Linked DNA regions of Zea mays: region 1 is linked to region 2. Evidence: chromatin contacts called from public Hi-C data. All regions are on one chromosome and are shown on one strand. The core of a region is the stretch at or near the end of the contact, and the rest is flanking DNA. Distances in the headings are between cores, read along the strand shown. Region 1 holds the start of LOC100037783 (Pti1-like kinase-like). Region 2 holds the start of LOC100278997 (PTI1-like tyrosine-protein kinase 3).

The links. Hi-C and Micro-C count contacts between places; a contact is called where the count stands out from the background.
Region 1: a contact with region 2 is called in a Hi-C map of ear, with 2.2 times the contacts expected there. The contact joins the promoter of LOC100037783 here to the promoter of LOC100278997 in region 2. A contact is called at or near these places in 2 of 25 Hi-C or Micro-C datasets (ear and leaf).

What each region holds. Positions count from the first base shown.
Region 1 is chr10:88,215,458-88,221,042 of Zm-B73-REFERENCE-NAM-5.0, forward strand. LOC100037783 (Pti1-like kinase-like) reads left to right here and starts at 1,954. Exons shown (of 8, transcript NM_001321011.1): 1 at 1,954-2,180; 2 at 3,829-3,937; 3 at 4,050-4,297; 4 at 4,377-4,503; 5 at 4,610-4,883; 6 at 4,973-5,105; 7 at 5,205-5,291. The coding sequence starts at 3,856.
Region 2 is chr10:87,633,891-87,639,437 of Zm-B73-REFERENCE-NAM-5.0, forward strand. LOC100278997 (PTI1-like tyrosine-protein kinase 3) reads right to left here and starts at 3,909. Exons shown (of 8, transcript XM_008664702.4): 1 at 3,712-3,909; 2 at 834-2,814; 3 at 7-248. The coding sequence starts at 2,769.

The sequences.
Region 1 (5,585 bases), core at 704-3,203, 580 kb after region 2:
GCTGCTTTGGGTGTGTCTGGTGACATGCAGCAACCCGGACTGCAGTGCATCCTATTCGCAGGTCAGATGTGCATGCCAGCGACAACCCAACTGAAACTCTGGATCTGATCTCTTCTCTTATTTCTTCTGGTAGACTATCGCCCATCAGCACCCTCTTGTGACGATCATGTCGAGTCAGATTTTTTTTTGTTGGTTTTGGCCTAAATCTGCGCTGAAATCTCTGTGAATCTGCGGCGGTCGGGGTGGGGATGACAGCGCGAGAGGATTTCCAGTTACATCACGCTGGAGATGAGATGACCCAAACCAAATGGGTGAAGAATGAAGATGGCAAAATCGCCGAAGGTGAGATTGACCGTTGCCCCCAGCCAGCCATTTGGCTTAGGTAGCTACTTTGCCTTAAAAGACAGGGCAGGGCCGCAGGGCAGGATACGGCACACCAATTAATGGTCTTGAGAGCACAGATGCCAAGCATGAATATGAATTTGGTATGGTTAGCATGATGTGGAGATAATTGAATTTTTGCCACTCACAATGTTGTCTTCTTGTTATAATTACCACTGTGTCTATAAATTGTGGGTCCAGCTGGGTCTATGGAATGTGGGTCTGATGGCAATTTTACAAACATGTTTCTTGCTGATGGCAAATATCAGAATCTCTCCATGATGTGATGGGACAAAAAAAAAGAAAAGAAAAGAAAAAACATTCTCCGGAGTAGGAAAACCGTGATCTTGATGTGGAGGCCCTAATTAAACCACATGCAGATGGATCGATCATTGGACATTGGGTCGGCAGCCGCAAGCCAACTCATACGCCTGTCTTAACTGCCATGCGTCCTCATTATTCGCGATGCTTGCGTTGCGTTCTTGGTTGTTCGTACCTTCCTTCCAGCAACCGCTGATAATTCAGGCCTCTCTTGCTAGCTCTATCCATGTTTCTTCAGGAAAAGAATTTTTTTTTTTGTGTGACTGGAGGCCAGCGACCGGGAACACTACACGCGCTCAAGATTTTTTGTGTGCCAGCCAATCGAAACTGGAGAGGGAGAACGGACCTGCTGGAACCGTTTCCTGTTCATGTTCCTGTTCCTTGTCTCTGTCAGACCAATTAACGTAGCATGCAACGCCCCTCCGTCCTCTGACTACAAGCTCTTTCTCTTTCTCTGAGGCAGCAAAACGATAATCTTTTTGTAGATCCTCTTTTTTATCTCCTTTTTTTTTATCGCAGTTTGAGAGAGGTTTCTACGAACAATGAATGCCACCTTCAGTATCAAACCCTTGATCACATCGTGGAGGCATCAAAAGGTCAACTGGAAACGGTCTTCACCTTCCGGTAACACGGAGTCAACGACGCTACTCGCATTGTGTTGTGTGGCTCTCCCCATCCCCCAGAACCCCAGCCGGTGTGTTGAACCAGCAGACCGATTCAGCGGCGGTTTACTAGCACGGTTGACCCAGTGCACAGTTTGTATATGTATGATCACATATCTCCACCCCCCCCCCCCCCCCCCCCCCCTCCTATTAGGTGCTAAATTTCGGGAGTTTTTTTTGGGTAGAGCTAATGTCTAGTCGACTAAAAAAAATCTATTGGTTGATTTGCTAAAAATGACTAATAGCCGAATTATCAGCTAGCATGTTTAGATATCTTCGTTAATTTTATCAGCTAACTATTAACTCTAATAGCACTCACTTACACGCCCGCGAGCTGAAATCTGGTTGTCCAGGTTTTCGAATTTGATTTGACCGGTTGAAAGTGGGGCGCGGTTAGCTGAAAGTTCTCCGTGCGTGAGATGAAAGCGTCCGAATTTTTTTTAAGAAGGAAGGAAGAACGAAGAAGAGAAGAAAAAATAGGAACAGGCACACATGGGCGGTTTCGCCGGTTTGCCTTTTGCTCTTTCTCACACACGCGTTCTGAGTTTCTGAAGAGACGACCAGCGCCACACGGAGAAGACGGAGGGCCGGCAGACAGTAGACTCGCTGAGCAGCAGCAGTATATAAGCTCACGGCTCACCCACCGCTGGGGGCCGCACAGCCAGCTGCTCAGCTCCGTCCGGCGGAACTCGGAAGCCCTACGCTACGCCTACCCTCGCTGTACTACTAGCTGCCTTCCTACCCGCTTCCCCTCTCCTCCCGACGCCGTCTCCCTCCCTCCCTCCGCCTCCGCCGTCGCCGCCGGGACACGCGAAGGTGCGTCTTGACGGCCGGATTCGGCTCCCCCTCGCGCGCCCTGCTCCCCAAAGGCGCCGCCTTTGCTCTGATCCGTCGCTCTGCGCGCTCGTGGCTGCTTGTGATCTCTCCTCTGCGGGGCGGTTTCCCGGCCGGTTACTATCGCGGGGGGGCGGAACTGGGTCGCTGGGCCGTGGTTCTTGGTGTCCCGGAGCGCCGAATCTGGCGCCCCTGGAGGAGGAGCGTGGGAGGGTCTCCCGCGCCACGCCCGCGGCCGGTCGATCCGGAATTCGTTCAGTTCGTCTGCTTAGGCTGTCTTCTTTTTCAACTCCTTGCGAAATTCGTAGCATCTGGAGCTTGGGGAAAGTTCCGTCGTGTGATCTAATCCCGTGCTTTTTTTCCTTCGGTTTGTTCGAGGGAAACGTTCTTCTGCTTCGGTATTTTGGTCGTCTGTTGCAAGCAAGCAATTTCTGGTTTTCAGGTGTCCGGGAAGCAGCGTTACTGTCCCCATCGCCGTCGGGGATTAGGGGAAAATTGCGCCTTTTCCTTTCTTTTTGCAAGCTGTGTCCCACTCCATACTGGCTTCGATTGGATTGGATTGGATAGATAGCTCGTCCGTGGCGTGGCACAGTGTAGCATTGATAGCCCAGCGGAGTGATGCTTCGCTGCTGAAGCAATCGCAGGTTTGGCGGAGCTAAGGAAAGAGCTGTAGCGAGCACGATGTTAGCCTTTTGAATTGGCCTGGCCCTGTTCCATGAGCTGGCGTGTGTGAGAATGGCGTGAGTGTGAGCTGTGGGCACGAGGGGAAAGGTGAGACCCCCCTTGGTGCTGGACTGCTGGTGCTGTGGGGGGAGCGGCAGTGCATGAGATGCATGTGATGCGGCATTAAATTTTAGTGTAGCCACGATTGAGATGAATCTATAGGTGAAGCGAATGAAGTGACTAATGTGGTTTCATCAGACTCAGGAATTTGTTAGTATTCGTCCATTGCCAAAGCTGACTGGTGGATGTTTAATCTAGTCGTAGCAATAGATTTCCAACCAATGTGTGTAATTATTGTCTCGAGCTAAGGTGGCAAGAAACTTATGGCGTATTAAGAATTGTCCAAGGTTTTCCATGCAGAATGAGCTGTTCTTTGATCAGCTTCGTAGCAACTGGTGACTTGAGTAGTTAGTACCTTCCTGCCACGTATATTTTAATCTACCTGGGGTGGTTGGGAAACAATAAAGGACAAAGGATTGCATAAATCGTTTGCATCATGTGGGTCAAATTTGGTTGCCGTGCACCTGTGTTAGTCTCACATTTGGTATGTGAAGATAATGAATGCGGAACTGCAGACAGGGGAGAAGGGGTAGAGAGAATTTGTACATGGTCTTGTTTGGTGCAATGAGTGCATGACCCTTGTAACCAGGTTCCTGGATCAATGAGGTCGAAGAACGGAAACATGGTACGTGGTAAGATACTTTAAACGAGATTTTAACACTACGTGGACGAAATTGTTCCCATGTTCCCGGAACGAGGAACGTGGCGGTTTCTAAGTGCATGACATTGATATCGGTTACTTAATGGAATTGGTTGCTTGCTTTCTAAGTGATTTCGTTTCCTTTGTTCGTTTTTCTGACCGGTGCTATATTGCTGCCGCCTCTAATAAAAATGTGTTTGATTTCAGCTTCAAGGTCTTGTCTTTGGGTAGAACATGTCGTGCTTTGCGTGCTGTGGTGATGAAGATACCCAAGTACCAGACACCAGGGCTCAATACCCAGGACACCATCCAGCGAGTAAGAGCCCCGGGCCTTTTTTTTTGTAACCCTTTGCAGAGCACCTCATACCATATATTTAGGTTTTGATGCTTGGTCGATACTTTTCTAATAAACTCCAACTGACTTGCAGGGGCCGATGCATACCGCCCTTCTGATCAACCTCCCAAGGGTCCTCAGCCTGTGAAAATGCAACCAATCGCAGTCCCTGCTATTCCTGTGGATGAGATTAGGGAGGTGACCAAGGGTTTTGGTGATGAAGCTTTGATTGGTGAGGGATCCTTTGGCAGAGTATACTTGGGTGTTCTAAGAAATGGTAGGAGTGCCGCGGTCAAAAAGTTGGATTCTAACAAGCAGCCAGACCAAGAGTTCTTGGCCCAGGTCTGTCTTTCCCTGTTTATGAAATGCAGTGCATCTATTTTATCCCGTGGTTTGAAGTCAACATGAAATTCGTCTACAGGTGTCTATGGTGTCAAGGCTGAAGCATGAAAATGTTGTCGAGTTGCTTGGTTACTGTGCTGATGGGACACTCCGCGTCCTTGCTTATGAGTTCGCTACAATGGGTTCCCTTCATGATATGCTTCATGGTATTGTCTTGTGCTATCTTGTTTCTCTTATCTTTTGCACAAGCTGTACTGTCTCATGATCCATCCAAGTAAAGAACGAAACCTTGTGGAATATGTCTCTTTACAGGAAGGAAAGGGGTTAAAGGGGCTCAACCCGGTCCAGTCTTATCGTGGTCGCAACGTGTGAAGATAGCGGTTGGGGCAGCGAAAGGCCTCGAGTATCTTCATGAGAAAGCGCAGCCCCATATCATACACCGAGACATCAAGTCTAGCAACGTCCTTCTTTTCGATGACGATGTAGCTAAGATCGCTGACTTTGATCTGTCGAACCAAGCTCCTGACATGGCAGCTCGGCTTCACTCAACTAGGGTTCTCGGAACATTCGGATACCATGCGCCTGAGTATGTTTTGGTTTCCTTTTCCAATTGCTCTACAGACCTTTTGAGATAATCAAGCTTAAGCTAGTTTACATTTTTTTTTGGTGGGTCAGGTATGCGATGACTGGGCAACTCAGCTCTAAGAGTGATGTATATAGTTTTGGGGTTGTTCTTCTTGAGCTGTTGACTGGGAGGAAACCTGTCGACCATACATTGCCAAGGGGACAGCAGAGTCTTGTGACCTGGGTAAGTTCCATCCACACATGTTGGTTGTGTTTATAAGATGGTATGAACTTGTTTTTTTTTTCGGGTGGATGGAATTAATGACTTGTTCAACACTGGCAGGCTACACCAAGACTTAGCGAAGACAAGGTTAGACAGTGTGTTGACTCAAGACTTGGAGGGGACTATCCTCCTAAAGCTGTTGCGAAGGTACCATCGACAACCTTTTCTTCTCGAACCATGCATGGCATTTTAAAGTTGATTCTATTAACTGTTTAACGAAGTGCTAAAGAAAGCTGGTTAATGAAGAGCAAAAGGTGATGCATGTAGAGGAATAGATGAGTCAATCGCTTTCTGTTACTGATATCATGCTCCTAAATAAATACTCTACTACTGAACATTGTTCTCGAAGCGTATTTGCATTCAGTGTCAGTTTATTACGCCAAGCTTTGATTCTTTGCCGCTGGTGCTACCAAATGTTATAGTTCTTGGAGCTCGTGTGTC
Region 2 (5,547 bases), core at 2,659-5,158:
CATGACCTCTACTTGAATTTCTTCAGAAGTACGTAGCCTTTTTACAGCAAGATTCTGCCCATCTTTAAGAACTCCCAGGAAACATTCGGCGTATGGTCCCTGTCCTATAAGAACATCATTACTGAAGTTCCCGGTTGCTTCATTCAGTTCCTCCATGGAAATGGTTGATATGAGAGTTGGGTGAAGTTTATCAATGTTGTTAACAAGGGCCCGACCAATATGTTGGCTAGGTTTATTGTTACTACCAGCTGTGTTGAAGAAAATGAAGTGTTAGAGTGGATCTACTAAAGAATGTGAAAGCATAAACACCATGGAAGAAAATATGCAAACGAGAACGACAGAGGCATGATATTTCTTAACAAAGTTTGGACATATGTTAGTCATCCCATCGGTTATAACAGGGGTCGTCGGCCTCATTTCTTTGTCCCCCTGGTTATGAAGTCCGATGGAACTCTATCCAAACAGATGTATTCTCGCTCCAAAAAAAATGTCCGACACAAAATCTACCATAACATCTAACAGAACTCAAGTCCAAATGTATCTAAATTGTACTAATATTCGACTATGGCACAACAAATAGTAAATTGTACTAACATCTAACATGAAGAAGTAAATACAATACGCTAAGGTTATTGCTTCTCTAGAAGAGCACTATGACACAACAAATAGTATATTTTGAACTATATTCATGGCATACAATTACAAATGAAAATGCAGCAAGGAGGGTGTATATGGTAAGTGTTACAGGTTTTATTTGCTTTTTATGTGTGTATCTTGTATTTACAAAGTTAAGGATGATAAACAAATATGAGAAGAGAATTTGTTTCGCGTACCAGCAAGTTTGCTTCTAGCAACAATGATCCGGAGACGGAAAAGTACATGTTCCATTTCTGGCCTCATTTGAATATCAAGTTGTAAGCAATCGATGGCAATGGAAAGGGCCTCATGAACAAAGTACCCTTCATGTTCATCACAAACCTTGCCGAACATCCCAATTGCATCACGGTCTCTCCTATAAGAATCAAGGAAGTCTGTGGTAAGCACACGAGCCCTAAGATTGTACATGTATCTCACAGTCTTCCAAGTGATGAGCTCTAAAAGAACAACTCCAAAGCTATATACATCAGATTTTTTGTTAAGAAGTTGACCAGAAACATCCCTTGGGTCTGAATAATACTTTTCTGGTCCATTGTAATGAATTGAAAACACTGTATGTTTTTGTGCACCTGAAAGTCCAAGAAATGTTGACAAGTTCACATTGAAGATTTTTGGTACAAAGTTCTCGTCCAAAAATATGTTGGCAGATCTGAAGTTTCCTAAGAGGCTGGTGCCACATGATTCAGGACTTTCAGCTGCTAATGAATGGATATGAACCAGACCCTCTGCACACTGGACTGCTATTGACAGGCGTTGTTGAAGATGAAGTTTTTTCATGGAACAGATAGTGTCATAAAGGTTTCTGTTAGATAGTGATATAGAGCCAAGCATTGTCTTGGATAGATCACAGCAAGACTCATATACACACTCTAAACTGGACTTCCCTATGTGGAAGCCAACAATATTCACAACATTTTTGTGGTTCTTTTGACTCAATATGCTCATAGTGTTCAGAAATATCTCTCTGCCAGTTTCTGAACTTGTCTCAAGTAGTCTTACTATAATTGGACGATTCATGCCGATGACTCCATTGTAGAGACATTCACACATCGATTTCCTAAAGGCCATGCTGTAGTTTTTTGTCATTTCCTTCATTTCAGTTTCATTGAAAATTTTTAGATCTCCAAATTGGTATGCTGCTAACAGTACATCCTCATCCTGGTCTCTCTGCATAGCTTTCCTGATCATCCTTAGACTATTAGCAACTTCAACCATTTCAGGACGCGTTTTGACGTCCCTCTGCAAGCATTTAGCTGCTAACTGTCCAATGCGTCGAAGAAACTTCTTGTTTTCTGCAACACTGATTTCCTCATCAAACATGTGCTGCACATCCTCCCCTTTTGTAAGAGCCTCATTAAAACTTTGAGCAAGGGTAACGGTGCCATCCACTGCTTTATTCCTTGTGATAATTTCCAGCAAAACCACTCCAAAGCTGTAAACATCGCTCTTTGGGGTTAGAATTCCACTCTCACAGTATGCTGGATCAAGGTAGCCTATGGAACCAATGACAGTGGTAGCTTGCTGGGGGCCATTAGCAGAAAGCAGTCTTGCAATTCCAAAATCTGATATCTTTGGCTGAAAATTTTCATCTAGCAGTATGTTAGCAGGTTTGATGTCACCATGAAGAACAGGACTATACATCGAATGCATGCACCATAATACTTCAGCAACCTCAATGGCAATTTCTATCCTTTTCTTCAGAGGGAAGGGAACCCGACCATTACCTCTGTTGCCATGAAGTATGCTGTCGAGGTTCCCATTGGAGATAAACTCCATGACAATCATTAGAGCATTTTCTTCTGTGCAGCAGCCCAAGAGTCTGACAACATTCTTGTGGTTTATTTGAGAGTGCACTATGACTTCCTTGGCAAACACCTCTTTGTGGGTCCCATGTATATATCTCTTTACTGCAACTGAGGATTGGTCTTCTAGCGTTCCTTTGTAGACCTCACCAAATGCCCCTCTTCCCAGAACAGACTTATACCCATCAGTTATGTTTCGTATCTCATTTTCTGTAAAATATTTCAAGCTATAGTTGTTTTCCGCTCTCTGAAGCACCTTACGCCCATTAGTTTGAAAGAAATCTCTAAGATTGTCCCCTTGGTAATCCATGCGCAACCAAGCACAGTGATAGGAATGCTATGGGTGGTTGCTTGCCTGCATAACAAGGTCCAGTAATTTTACTATTCCTAATTTGGTACTCAAGTAACCTTATACTATTGAAAAGATTCTTTGTTTTGTTCCTGAAAGATCCTGAAAACTATACTATTGAAAAGAAAGAAAACTATCCTTATAGGGGATCATAATACCTAGCTGAACAAAAGAACCTCGAAGAATCCTAACCTGCCACAGTGCAAAGTTGGAGCATAACATATATAACACGTTATCTGAATGGCAACTCTGCATTATGCTGCACCAGACCTAACATTATATGAACACAGGCTCTAGTATTACAGACTTTGAAAATTCGATATCTTAAGGTTTGAAACAGAAAGCACTAGTTTTATTTACATAAGGTTAGACAGAGACTAATTCACCCAAGGCATTGAGCTGCTGATGGATTTCAGGCGTGTTTTGGCAATCTTTTCATGCACCGGAGGAAGTTTTTGGAGTTTCAGTGTCAACAATTTCATAGGGCGGTTTCAAAGCCCTCAAGTGGAACTTGGGGAAAGTTTCAGAGAAACTAAAACAAAACTTCAATTGATAACCCAAAGGTAAAAGGATAGGGAAATTTTAGAGAAATAAAGTAACATCCATACTTGAGATGGAAACAGCCCGCGGCCGCCACACGCAGCCTGCGCTGAAGAATCATACTATCTCCTCACAATTAATGTATGCATACATGGATTCAAGGCCAAAGGACGCTCAATCTGGGACGAACAAAATCTATGAAATGAAGTCGTCACTATTAATGTATGCATACATGGATTCAAGGCCAAAGCACGCTCAATCTGGAACGGACAATAGAGACCGGCATTCGTTGAAACAGAAACAGAAACAAAAAAAAAAAGAAGGGAGAGACGGACGGAGCCTTAGTACTAGTAGGGTGCCTACCTGAACCGTAAAGGCTGTATGAGTGGACTAGAGCTTCCTCACTCTTCCGCGTACGCGCACAGAGAGCCCGGGACGACGACGGCAGCCTCGCCCCTCGATCTGCATCGGCAAGTCAATGGAGGAAGAGGGCAAGAAGCTGCCGCCACTGGCCTATTTCCACAATTTGGTTGATTTTATTAAAAAACAGGCCGCTCTGCTGGCTAAGGGGGTGTTTGGTTTGCCCCTGCTAAAATTTAGCCTCTATCATATCGAATGTTTGAACCTCCGTTCGGGGTATTAAATGTAGTCGGATTATAAAACTAATTTGTCAGCCGAAGATTAAAAGACGAGACGAATCTAGTCCAGTTGGTTGGGTCTATATTTCATACTCCTATTTAAAAGTCAAACGCTTGACGTGACCCGGGCTAAACTTTAGCAGGAGCAACCAAACACCCCCTAACATGGAACGAGATCCTCTAACGTGGGCCGCGTGGCCCCCGCGTGCGACAGGGCCCGCGCGCAGTGACCCTACTACCCCCTGCAGTACGTCAGAGGAACCGGTTCTGGCTAACATAGGAGCTACATTGATTTATTTGTTTCTATCTATTGTGCCCGTTAGGTTGGGAGCCAACTAAAATAGAGTAACTCAATTCTAATTTATAAGAAATTGTAGTAGAATAAAGTAACTCTATTTTTTGTTTGATAGAGAGCCATAAGAGTGGAGCCGCTCTGTTATATATTTGATTAGAGAGTGCATCAAAATGGCAATGTAGAATGGCGTGCATTAGAATACATAAGTACGACAGTGTGCATCGGAATATATGGTGTGCATCATAATACCCTGCAACACCTCATACATAACTATAATACAGGAATAAAAACAATGTGCAACATCTCATAATACATGAGTTCATATCACAATGATACATAACCAGAGTTCATCCAACAACCATAGTTCATTACCAGCGCAAGTACACAAGCAAAAGCACAATACATAAACATAGTTCATCCAACAACTATGATACATAACCAACATAAAAGCATCAACACCATGACACTCTAATCATGACCCACAATCTAGAAGTTCTCACTAACGAAACTCGAAAACCATGATAGCTTCCAATCGAATGGTAGATTCATGAAAGCATGAGCATCATTAGAATGCCTAAACAAGTGCTAATAGTATCGAGACTTGTGATGAAGCTAAAAACCTTGGAGATTGTCCACTGCTTCAAACAAACCATCTGGTAAAGCATTGCTTGCTTTCTCAATTGCCATTGCTAGCCTTTCACTGTCACGAAAAGGAACAATATAGACATATACCTTACTAGCAAAAAAGAGTGATCCTAAAGTAATCAGAAACATGGTTTACCAAAAAAACAAAGTATGCAGTTTTTAGAAAATTGCATACTAGGACATTGAATTGTATGCATAGACCACTTCGGTAATCCATCTAGCACTCAGACAACAACCAAAACAATGCATGAGTTTTTTTGCAAGAAATCAAACAAAATTTCTGAACAATACAGCTCTTGCAAAAGCAATATAGGTGTTCTAATATACACAGAAGCAGATTACAGATATGAAGATTTTAGTCATTTTCAGGAGTCCTAATATACTGCTATATCAAATACAAAAGAATAGTAAAATTCATACCGGCCGCCATATGTTCTTTGTAGTGCTCATGATCTAGAAGAGATGAACACGTGACGTGCGAGGGTTTAGGTTTTGAGTGAAATGTCTATTTGGGGGTTTAAATCCTCCAAAAAAAGGAGAGATGAACCTGCAAGGGAGCTCAAAAGATACATATGGACACTCACAAGTGCTTGGATCAACTGATTTCACAAGATTTTGATT